Regions from separate parts of the Mus musculus genome. Here region 2 is linked to region 1. The links are chromatin contacts, called in public targeted proximity ligation maps. All regions are on one chromosome and are shown on one strand. The core of a region is the stretch at or near the end of the contact, and the rest is flanking DNA. Distances in the headings are between cores, read along the strand shown. Region 1 overlaps Rfx3 (regulatory factor X, 3 (influences HLA class II expression)). Region 2 overlaps Glis3 (GLIS family zinc finger 3).

Region 1 (4,768 bases), core at 1,931-4,430:
CACTGCCCAGCTAGTTTCCAAACTCTTGACTGGCCATTATTATTAAATTGAGACAGACTTGGACTTGAATCCTGCTTATGTATTAATACCTCTTTGCTATTAATTATTTAACAATTAAAATAATTTAATCCCTTTAGGCAATTTAGGATATTTATGGACAACTTTAGAATTAAATATATATAAGTCACCTGTTCCTTAGGTGACAAACATAGTAACTTGTCCAAGTATGGTGAAATAGTGCTTGTTAGCTTTTCAATTCTAAAACTTCTTATTTACTTGATAGATTCAGGTTGTTCTGAAGATCAGATAAATAAATAGGGAAGGAATATCTTACTCTGTCTCATAATTTTTTGTAGGAATCTCTGTATATTATACAATTTTGTTTCCAGAGTCAAGAATAGAGTTGGCATCCTTAGGGAGTTAGTTTGTTTAGCTTTTCTTATTTTCCCCACTGTTAGCTGGACACTGTCTTTGTGGTGGTTGTCTGGCCTCTATCATCTGCGCAAGACAGCCGAATTTTAATTCAAGAGAGTAAGTTGGAGAAAAAGCTGGAATGGCACTGTGCCTGATGATGGCCTCTTGATAACCAGGAACAAAGCAAGTGGCAAAACATTTTCCGCTGTGCTTCCTTGCTTTGGCTTTGGTGGTTTTGGCTTGTTTTATTTTATTTTTTATGTAATTAATCTTTTAAGATAAAAACAGTCAATGGTATTTTTTTTCCATATTTCATTTTTGAAGAAGAAACAATCTTTTATAATCTATTCTGAGTCAAGGCAAGAATTAAGTAAGAGAAAGCCTTTGTTGAAAAGTGAAAAAAGTTACCCAGGCAACCGGTGTTTGCCACAAGTGTGCTGATTCATCATCTCCAACGTTACTCACTGTCACTGATTACCACAGACGTGTGGCTGTAGAGGAGCCTATGCCATTGTCATTTCCTCAGCTTTCCTAAGGATGAGCTGAGCATGAGAGATTTACTGTGCGCCCTTCTAAAATCATGCTTTCAACCTTAAAGTACAAACCAGGGCTGTTAGCATACAGAACGACCTGGGCTTGCTTTGTTTATCCCTCAACTACTTTATCTGTTGATGGGATAAGATTTCATTTTGCAGTGTACAAATTTACCCTAGAAATATTCTTTAAATAGAAGACTTGGGCTATGGCCGCAGTATATAGTTCTTTCAGTTACTAACTTCACTTTTCTAAGTGAAAATCAAGTCTTACTGTCTTACCTCTGTGGGTAAAATAACCAGCTCTACATATTTTAAGGCTTAAAATTTTATCATGTGATTATTTAATGCATATTAAATGGAATACATAGACCATTTAAGTTTTTAAGTTTTGTCACAATTTGGGCTGTAAACCGTTGTGGAAACAAATTCATCAATCCCAGTGGGAAAGGTTCTATTACTTTTATTTATTCATAAATGGCAAAAGCAAATAAATGGTAAAACAGGCCCTCATTTTTTCGTTCACACAAACACTCTTTCACTAACCTTTCCGGTCTGGCAGGCTTATCCTTCGCTCCCAGTGGTAGCATGCAGGTAAAGGTGCAACTCCATGTTCCTTGCTTCCGAACCTCAGGAGCTGAGCCGGGTGTGCAGGCCCTGATGTCTAAGCAGTGGATGTCCGTGTCCGGTGGGATCCACGCAGATTTATTTCTCAACCCGAAGCTTCTCCTCTGGGCTTTCGGGAGTTGAGCGATTTTGCCATGCCAGACCAGAGTTTTAAAGCTAAATTTGGCCAATTACAACTAGGGGGTTCCACACATTATTTCATGCCCTTCTTTATCACTCACAGGCACACACATGTTTTCTATGGTCTGGTTCTCAGTTATCTTGGGCCGTTGGCGGGCCCATGGCGTTGTCCCACCTCGGGTTCAGGGCAGTGGGTGTGCATCCTTTATCATTCTCGCCCATTCTCTAAGACTTGGTTTTCATAACTATCTGTAGCCACCGGAAGTGCAACTGTGGTAGCCTCCAGGCTGGCAATTTTCACAGCTTCAGGAAAAATGCCCTCTGGGGCTATGTGTTCTTTACAATTTTTATTCAAGTAGTATATCCCTTTATCTGTGTGAGTGTATGTTGTGTGTGTGTGTGTGTGTGTGTGTGTGTGCGAGCGCAGGCAGGCTAGAAAAAGGTGTTGACAGATCGATTGGATTGGAGTTACAGAGAGTTGTGAACTGACCATTGTGGGTGCTGACAACCAAAATCTGTTCCTCTGAAAGAGCACTAAATTTTCTTAACCCACTGAGCAATCTCTCTAGTCCCATCATACCCATAATTTTAATTAATGGGGGTTTAACTCATCCTGATTTGAGTGTTAGTAATAAAAGTTTTATGTTTCAGAATCTCTATAATGGTATTGGTTTTCTTTATGTAAAAATATACTGTCAAGCTATTTTTTCTCCAGTTTAAAACTAATAATTTATACTTATGACAGACCATTGATTGCTATGATCTTACGTTGAATCAGTCTTCTAAAATTCTTATAGTTTATGTGAGTATTGCCATGTTGTTTTACCATAAAATACTATCATAATAACTTTGATTTATTTGGTTTAAATGGGAAGTGGAATTAGCATCTTGGTCTTTCTATAAGGTAAAAGGAAGAAGCAATTTGAAGATTAAGCTGTATATCTTTATCACATTCTTCATTCAGAAAGCTGAGTCATTTTAATGGAATCACAGTCAGAGTACTCAGCCTTTGCTTTGTGTGAGAGAGAGTATTTCAGGAAGGAAGAACCCAGTAATCGATGGATGGACACAGTCAGTTATAGGCTTATAAAGTTCTGTTTGATAAGCAATTGACTAGATCAGATTATTAATCTATTTAATTTGGCATGTTCATTGTATGTGATAAAAAGAGTCCAACTGTGAATTTGAGTGTGTTAAATAATTTTCAGGAAGCCCCCCCACAAAGGACATTTGAATGCCTTAAAACTTGAAATAAGGCATGGTTGTTCCAAATACACTTGATTTGCCTAGGTTTACCCATCAGGTTGAAGAGATGCTAATTTGTTACATTCAGCAGCTGGGTTTTGCAATATTCTTTTCCTCCTCCTAGGGTCTAATTAGCCTTCTTTCAGAATGTGGCCTATTTAGCCTTAGATTCTCATGACTCATCCAGAGCTGGCTGTACAAAGCAGAACCCTTAGCAGGCGGGTGTGTCCAACTGCTTAATTAGCCAGAATAAAAAGGTCCTTTGTCAAGCAAGCGCCTGCTGCCCCTGACACACCTGACAGGCACATTAGGCAAGGATGACTAGGCAGAAATTGTGCTTGTCTCTCCTGTAAGAGTATACAACTCATTTACATGTGGGCTACATCAGTGACAAACTGCAGGGGGTTATTTAATTTATCAAAACAAAGTAATGTGACTGCTTTTGTGATCCATAAACAAATATCACTTAACAGGCACTGAAAGATAAAAACTAAGCAAATTACCCCCAGGCGTAAACAAAACCTCCAAAACTTCTGCTGGTGAACGAGAGAAAATAGGTTATAAGCACCCAGTGTTGCTCAGGGGGTTGAAGCAATAGCCCAAGGTAGCAGGCTTCAGGCACTGCCCTCCTGTGAGAGAGAGTTCTCACTTTGCACAGATGGAGGGGAGTCCCCAGAATGCTACAGTGTGTCAGTAGGTTAGAACAGTCTGTTAACAAGCTTTCCTCAGAGGATTGTACTCTCCCGATGTGCTGTACACCGTCATTGTTCTGATCAGATTAGGTCCTCTGAGCTAGTGAATGGAAAGTGCTTCTGGAAAAAGAACCTGCATTAGAATCCCAAACCTTTCTCACTATCAGTCTCAGGCTCTTTGTTGAGAAACTGTCCTGACCTGAGCCTGCATCGCAGGACACCCAGTGAGCATGGATTTTCAAGTCAGACAGAAGTTGAGTGAATTCCGATTCTTCCTATTTCTGCCTGCATGCTTTTAACAATTTTTATTTTATTTATTTATTTATTTATTTATTTATTTTTTTTTTTTTTTTCGAGACAGGGTTTCTCTGTATAGCCCTGGCTGTCCTGGAACTCACTTTGTAGACCAGGCTGGCCTCGAACTCAGAAATCTGCCTGCCTCTGCCTCCCAAGTGCTGGGATTAAAGGCATGTGTCACCACCGCCTGTCTTTTAACAATTTTTAAAAATCCCACCCATGTATCAGTTTACACAGTTGTTAGCTAAGGATACCATCTGCATCATGGGCTTCCTGTGAGCATAAAGCTAGAAATGTATGTAAGGCATTAGACTTTTTTCTGCAATCAGGAAAGGACTTTGTAAATGATGGACCTAATTGCAGTTATAGCCATTTATGGGAGTGATGGGATGAGCCTGGCAGAGAGTTTCTTCTTCTGAGCTGATGGAGGTGTTGAAACTGGAGCAGAATGAAGCAGTGTCTGTCAGGAGAGCTTGCTCAGGGTTTAACGCCATTGACTGTCCTTGGAGAGGATGGTTCCCAGCACCCACATGGTGGCCCACAACCACCCATAACTCCAGTTCCAAAGGATTGAAAACGTCTTTTGGATCTCCTAAAGAGTCAGGCATGTATTTGTTGCACATATATACATGCAGCAGAATCACTTCAACACATAAAATGAATATAATGAAATTTAAAAAGCTGGTCAAAAGCATAGAAACTGGGACTAAGCAGAAAGTATTCTGGGTTTGACTGACACTTGATGCACTAGATTGGGCTTTTGATGCCAGTTTGGATGTGGCAGAGGCAGAGCTGGAAGACAAATAAAAGGTTCTCCTACAGTCTCGCTTTACATTTAAA
Region 2 (4,951 bases), core at 314-2,813, 670 kb before region 1:
CAGCTCATTTCCCGGGGGGTTGAAGGTTTTATGGTCATAAAATTCAGGTCTGAACTTACTTTTCAGCCATATTACCTGCTTACTCCTGAAGCCACTGTGTTCCAGTCACTTCTCAGCTGAAGGCTTTTTGCTTCCCATTTCCCTGTATCTAATCCAGGCCTCTTACACAGCAGTCACACGCTCCTTATATAGGCATGACCCAGGATGCCTCACTCTATCAAGTTCACCTTGTTTTCAAGGTGGGCCTAATATGCTACTTAAGATGTTGAGAGAAATAAAAGAGGAATAGGCGTGGGAAGGAGAGGTCTCATTGGGGAGGACTGAGACTCCATTAAAGATTGAGGAGAGGACAAAAGAGGGGAGGAGAGGAGGGGAGGGAGGACTCCTTCCCTAGGAATGTTGAGAAGAATTTATTTCCTCGCCTGGGACCAGAGTGAAGCGCGTCTTTATAGTTGCTGAAGGATGTCAGGCTTGTCAATCAAGAAAACTGGCTGAGAATTACAGCATAAATGGTCATTTTAAAAATACGATGCTGGGCTTGTGTCTCTATTCATTTGAAACAGGGTCTACTAAACTAGCTGGTCTGTGACATGCCATCTTCCTGCCTCAGCTTCTTTAGTGCTAAGATTACTGGTGTATGATACCATGCCTACACTAGCTGGGCTTGCTTTTTGAATGTATTGCTCCATCTTAAACGGAAGTGATAGATTCTGAAGTTTACTTAGGCTATCCATTATTATTGTTATTAACAATTATTATTGCTAGTAGTCTACTACTTAGTCTGGTGAGATGGCTCGAGGGTGAAGGCATTTGCTGGCCCGGGCCTTATGACCCGAGTTTCATCTCTGGAATACCTGTGGCAGAAGGAACACACTGGCTCCAGCAAATTGTCTTCTGACTTCCATATATGGGAAAAATATACATGACAAAAATTATAGAAGCAAAAGAATACATTTCTAATGTGAGGAGTAGGGAACAATGATCTGGAATAGTGGTTTTCAGAAGGGCTAGTCCATATTGTTTGGGGACGTGTGGACACAGGTGCTTAGCTTCTACCCCATCCATGGCTCAGAAACTTGAGTCCCAGCAGCCTGAGTTGATGTTTTCACAAGTTGTTCAGCATGCTTTGAAAGGCAAGGGGCGAGGAACCTTCTGAAGAAACAGCAGCTATTATAGCTAATTAAGAGCTGCAAGCCCAAGAAACCTTAGTTAACAGATTGCTAGTGGCTGATGTCTTGTTGTTTGAATCCCCCCCCAATACATACTGTATTTGAAAACAGGGCATGGTAGAAAGTGAGTATAATCCTGGCACTGGGGTTAAGGTAGGGGGACTGAGAGATCCAGGCCAAGCTGGACTTCCTGGTGAATCCAGGTCAGATGGGGCTGTGTAGCAAGACTGCCTAAAAAAACCAAATCATCATCAACAATAATGAAGCAAAATAAAAAGGCTCAGCACTGAAAACAAATGGGTGAATTATTGATCTGGGGAGAAGAAAGCTGGCAGCTTTACCACTGCACAACTGCATAGGAATCTATGCCATGACTGGGATGGGTGCCTGGGAAAGTGACTTGGCTGCTGATGAACGGGCCATGGGATGGGTCAGTGACTCCCAGGTCACCGGCTGCAGGGCTGTGCTTCTCTTGCTTTTAATCTTTTGGCAGTGACTCGATAGCATGTGACCTTGTTAGTCTCTTACTTTATATTACATTGGTTTTTCTTTTCTTTAAATAGCATTTTCCCCTTAAAAATCAATGTCTGCATGTTTACTGTAAAAGCTTTTATAATATTGAATATAGAATAAAATAAAGTGACCTGTTAGTGCATCATAGATAGGGAGATAAGAGTCATTAATAGTTTTAGACTGCGGATATGTGGGTATACATTTTGATTTTACTCTATTAAAGTTTCATATTCCTTATCCTTATAATGTGTTATAAATTTGTGTGTACTTCAGTGTTCTTTTTAAAAATAAAAATTGAAGTTCAGAAGAATTTCCAACACGTGCATTGTACTGAAGTCACAGCTTATTTAATCAAGGACTCTTAGAAATTAAAATTATATCATTGTAAGTAGCACTTAAGTGATGGTGTAAGCCTTCATTTATTTCTTCAAGATAGATTACAGAGCCGAATGAATATTCTAAATACCCTTTATCATGCTAAGAATTTCCTTCCCAATAGGTTTATATCACACATTACACTGTCAGCTCAACCTGCAGGCATAATGTTGTCTATTTTTGTCTCATCTCTTGGGTCCTTCTTTTAGGAACTGTTTAAGCCTCAAATTCTTGTCGATAGTTCTGATTTATAAAAACTCTTCATTGCTTTTATATACAATTCTACTTAATTTCCCAGTCTTATGTTAGCTTTTTAATTCTGTTTGTCACCCTGATTAAGCCAACATATTTTTTTATAGTAATAGTGTTTATTTTGTCACTGTATCGCAAAGGAAATAAAAATTCAAATGCATCTCTGTTTTTGTTGCTTTGTATTTTGCTTTTAATATTTTGCCTTTTATTTTCCTGGGGTTGTGTTTGCCAGTGATGCCAGAAGCCATGGCTCCCCACTCCCTGTGCTATTCCACAGCCAAGAAAAGAGTCTGTTTGTCTTGCCTTCTGAACCTTGGTGGGTCTTGAGACTTGTGTGGCCAGTAACAAAGCAGAAGTGAGCTTGGCTTGCTCCCTCTCCCTCTCCCTCTCCCTCTCCCTCTCCCTCTCCCTCTCCCTCTCCCTCTCCCTCTCCCTCTCCCTCTTCCCCTCCCCCTCCCCCTCCCCCTCCCCCTCCCCCCCTCGTGTGTGTGTGTGTGTGTGTGTGTGTGTGTGTGTGTGTGTGTGTGTATAAGCATACTCATCCATACTTGCATATGTGGAGGACAAAGGACAACATTAGACATCTTTCTCCATCCCTCTTCATTTTACCTGTTGAAACAGGATTTCTCATGGGATCAGAAACTCAGTGTTTTAGCTCCACTGGCTGTTCAGTGAGTCCCCCAAACTCACATGTCTCTGCTTTCTCAGTGGTCGCGTCCAGTTTTTAGATGGGTGCTGGGGCTCTGAGGTCAGATCTCAATGTTGGTACAGCAAAGGCTTTACACCCAGCCCTGCTGCTCACTTCCTGCTTCCCACTTCCATCTCTCAAGCCCCAATGGCGTGGTCCTTAACTGATATGAAAGGCTCCGCTTTCCACCTCTTGGAATGGCCACCATTCTGTGAGATGCCCAAGTCATGAGCCATGGCCCTGTGCTCCCACTGTGGCTCCAGCTGAGCCCAGTGCTGACAGCTAGCATCCTTGGCAGCATGGAGGGGAGTGGCTTTAGATATCCATCCAGCCTTCAGGTACATCTGACTGCACTGCCCTAGGAGACTCCACACAGACCATTCAATTCCGAGAGCCATAGAAAGCAATGTTATTGCTTTGAGAATGCCAAGTTACAAAATGGCTTTCTACCTCAGCAGCAGATCATCAGAAACATTTATAACGCAAATGGAAAATCAACATTCCTTTCCCACTCAGCTGTGTCACAGGTTGCCCTTTCACTTTTTATTGATCCCTTTCCTTATTAGTTTATAATGACCTCATGTGCTAATTATTATATATCTGAGGTCATGATCTTTCGAATCTGCTCTGTAATAAGTTTAACCGGTCCTTCTCAACGTCCTCTGCCACCCAGTGTACCTCCCTCCAATAAAGTATCAATAATGCAGAAGATGAAACTACAGTAAACTATAAAGTAGTTAGAAGCATCAACATTCTTTGCTATATTTATTTTTCATTCCTAGGAACATGTATGTATCTATATTTATATCTTCATGGAGACAGTGAAGCATTCTTTATATTACATGCTGTTATTGGGAATTTGGATTTTTTGAATTATATTTTTGATGTTTATAATAGATTGTATATAAGAAACTTACTGTGTATGTCACGTATGTTATGTCTTGTCATCATATTAAATTTAATTTTCTTTTATAGCACTTTTGAAATTTAATTTGATGAGAAGAGTAAATGCAGTGTTTATTTAGACATGTTTAAGCTGGGAGGGATTTGGTAACTCATTTACTTCTTTGTCTGTATGATTTAGAGAAGTTAAGTTTATACCACCCCCATTTCACATTACGTAGGGAGACTAGACATCTCCCTCTTCTCCATCCTGAATCATTTGCTGTATGCTGAGCACCTGGTCCTCCTTGATCTCTTCCAAAGATAACAGCTCTGTGCTTCACAAAGAGTCCTCCATCCCTTCTGATTTCTAGAAAGTACTTCCTGTGACTGGGCTACATTTCTGCTTTCTCAGGGTTACTGTGTCCTTCATGGTTGAGGGATACAGGAAGAACGATGGTCACCAGCTTCCTAAGTCTGACTGTTAGAGGCTCTGATGGCTGTGGAGAAATGTGTTACTTGTGGCTTGTCTGGGAGAGATAAAGTTTTTGGGAGGGTTTGAAAGACCCATGTGAACTGGGCCTCTCCCAAGTAGTTGTTGAATGGAGTTCAATATTGGTTATGTGATATTTTTAATTTTTCTAGGCCTGTGAGCAAGCATTTGGCATAAGAAGGCCTGAGTGTCTTCACTCCAGACGCCCATTTTCTGTCTCCCCCAGGGCTGCTCCTGCTGGAGAGAATAAGAGCGGGTTAACTAGGGACAGTTGCTTCTGATGCTATATTACCAGGCGAAGTGAAGTCTCCGTGCCAGGGGCTCCATCCAAACTCATTGACACAGCGAGGATCCCTTCCATTATTCCAGACCCCTGAAGGCAGAGCTTTTCTTTAGAGCAAAAGACAAAGAAAGTAAGGCCACAATGCAAAGGAATTCCCTCAGCCCATAACTGCTAATTGGATGATTGTTCTGCTGTTCTTACAATGCCAGGAAAGAAGAGCCCCTAGCCTCACCCACTACTTGTAAACTTCCTTTGAGATGGAAATCTTTTTAAAAAAACTCTTCTGTCAAGCTTGA

The links.
Region 2: a targeted proximity ligation map of pancreatic cancer cells shows a contact between it and region 1. A contact is called at or near these places in 2 of 130 datasets of targeted methods (embryonic stem cells and pancreatic cancer cells).

What each region holds. Positions count from the first base shown.
Region 1 is chr19:27,903,268-27,908,035 of GRCm38.p6, reverse strand. The region is part of intron 1 of Rfx3 (regulatory factor X, 3 (influences HLA class II expression)); the gene reads left to right. Among named protein-coding and RNA genes, the nearest start is that of Rfx3, 110 kb to the left of the region's middle.
Region 2 is chr19:28,566,698-28,571,648 of GRCm38.p6, reverse strand. All of the region lies in intron 2 of Glis3 (GLIS family zinc finger 3), which reads left to right. Among named protein-coding and RNA genes, the nearest start is that of D930032P07Rik, 110 kb to the left of the region's middle.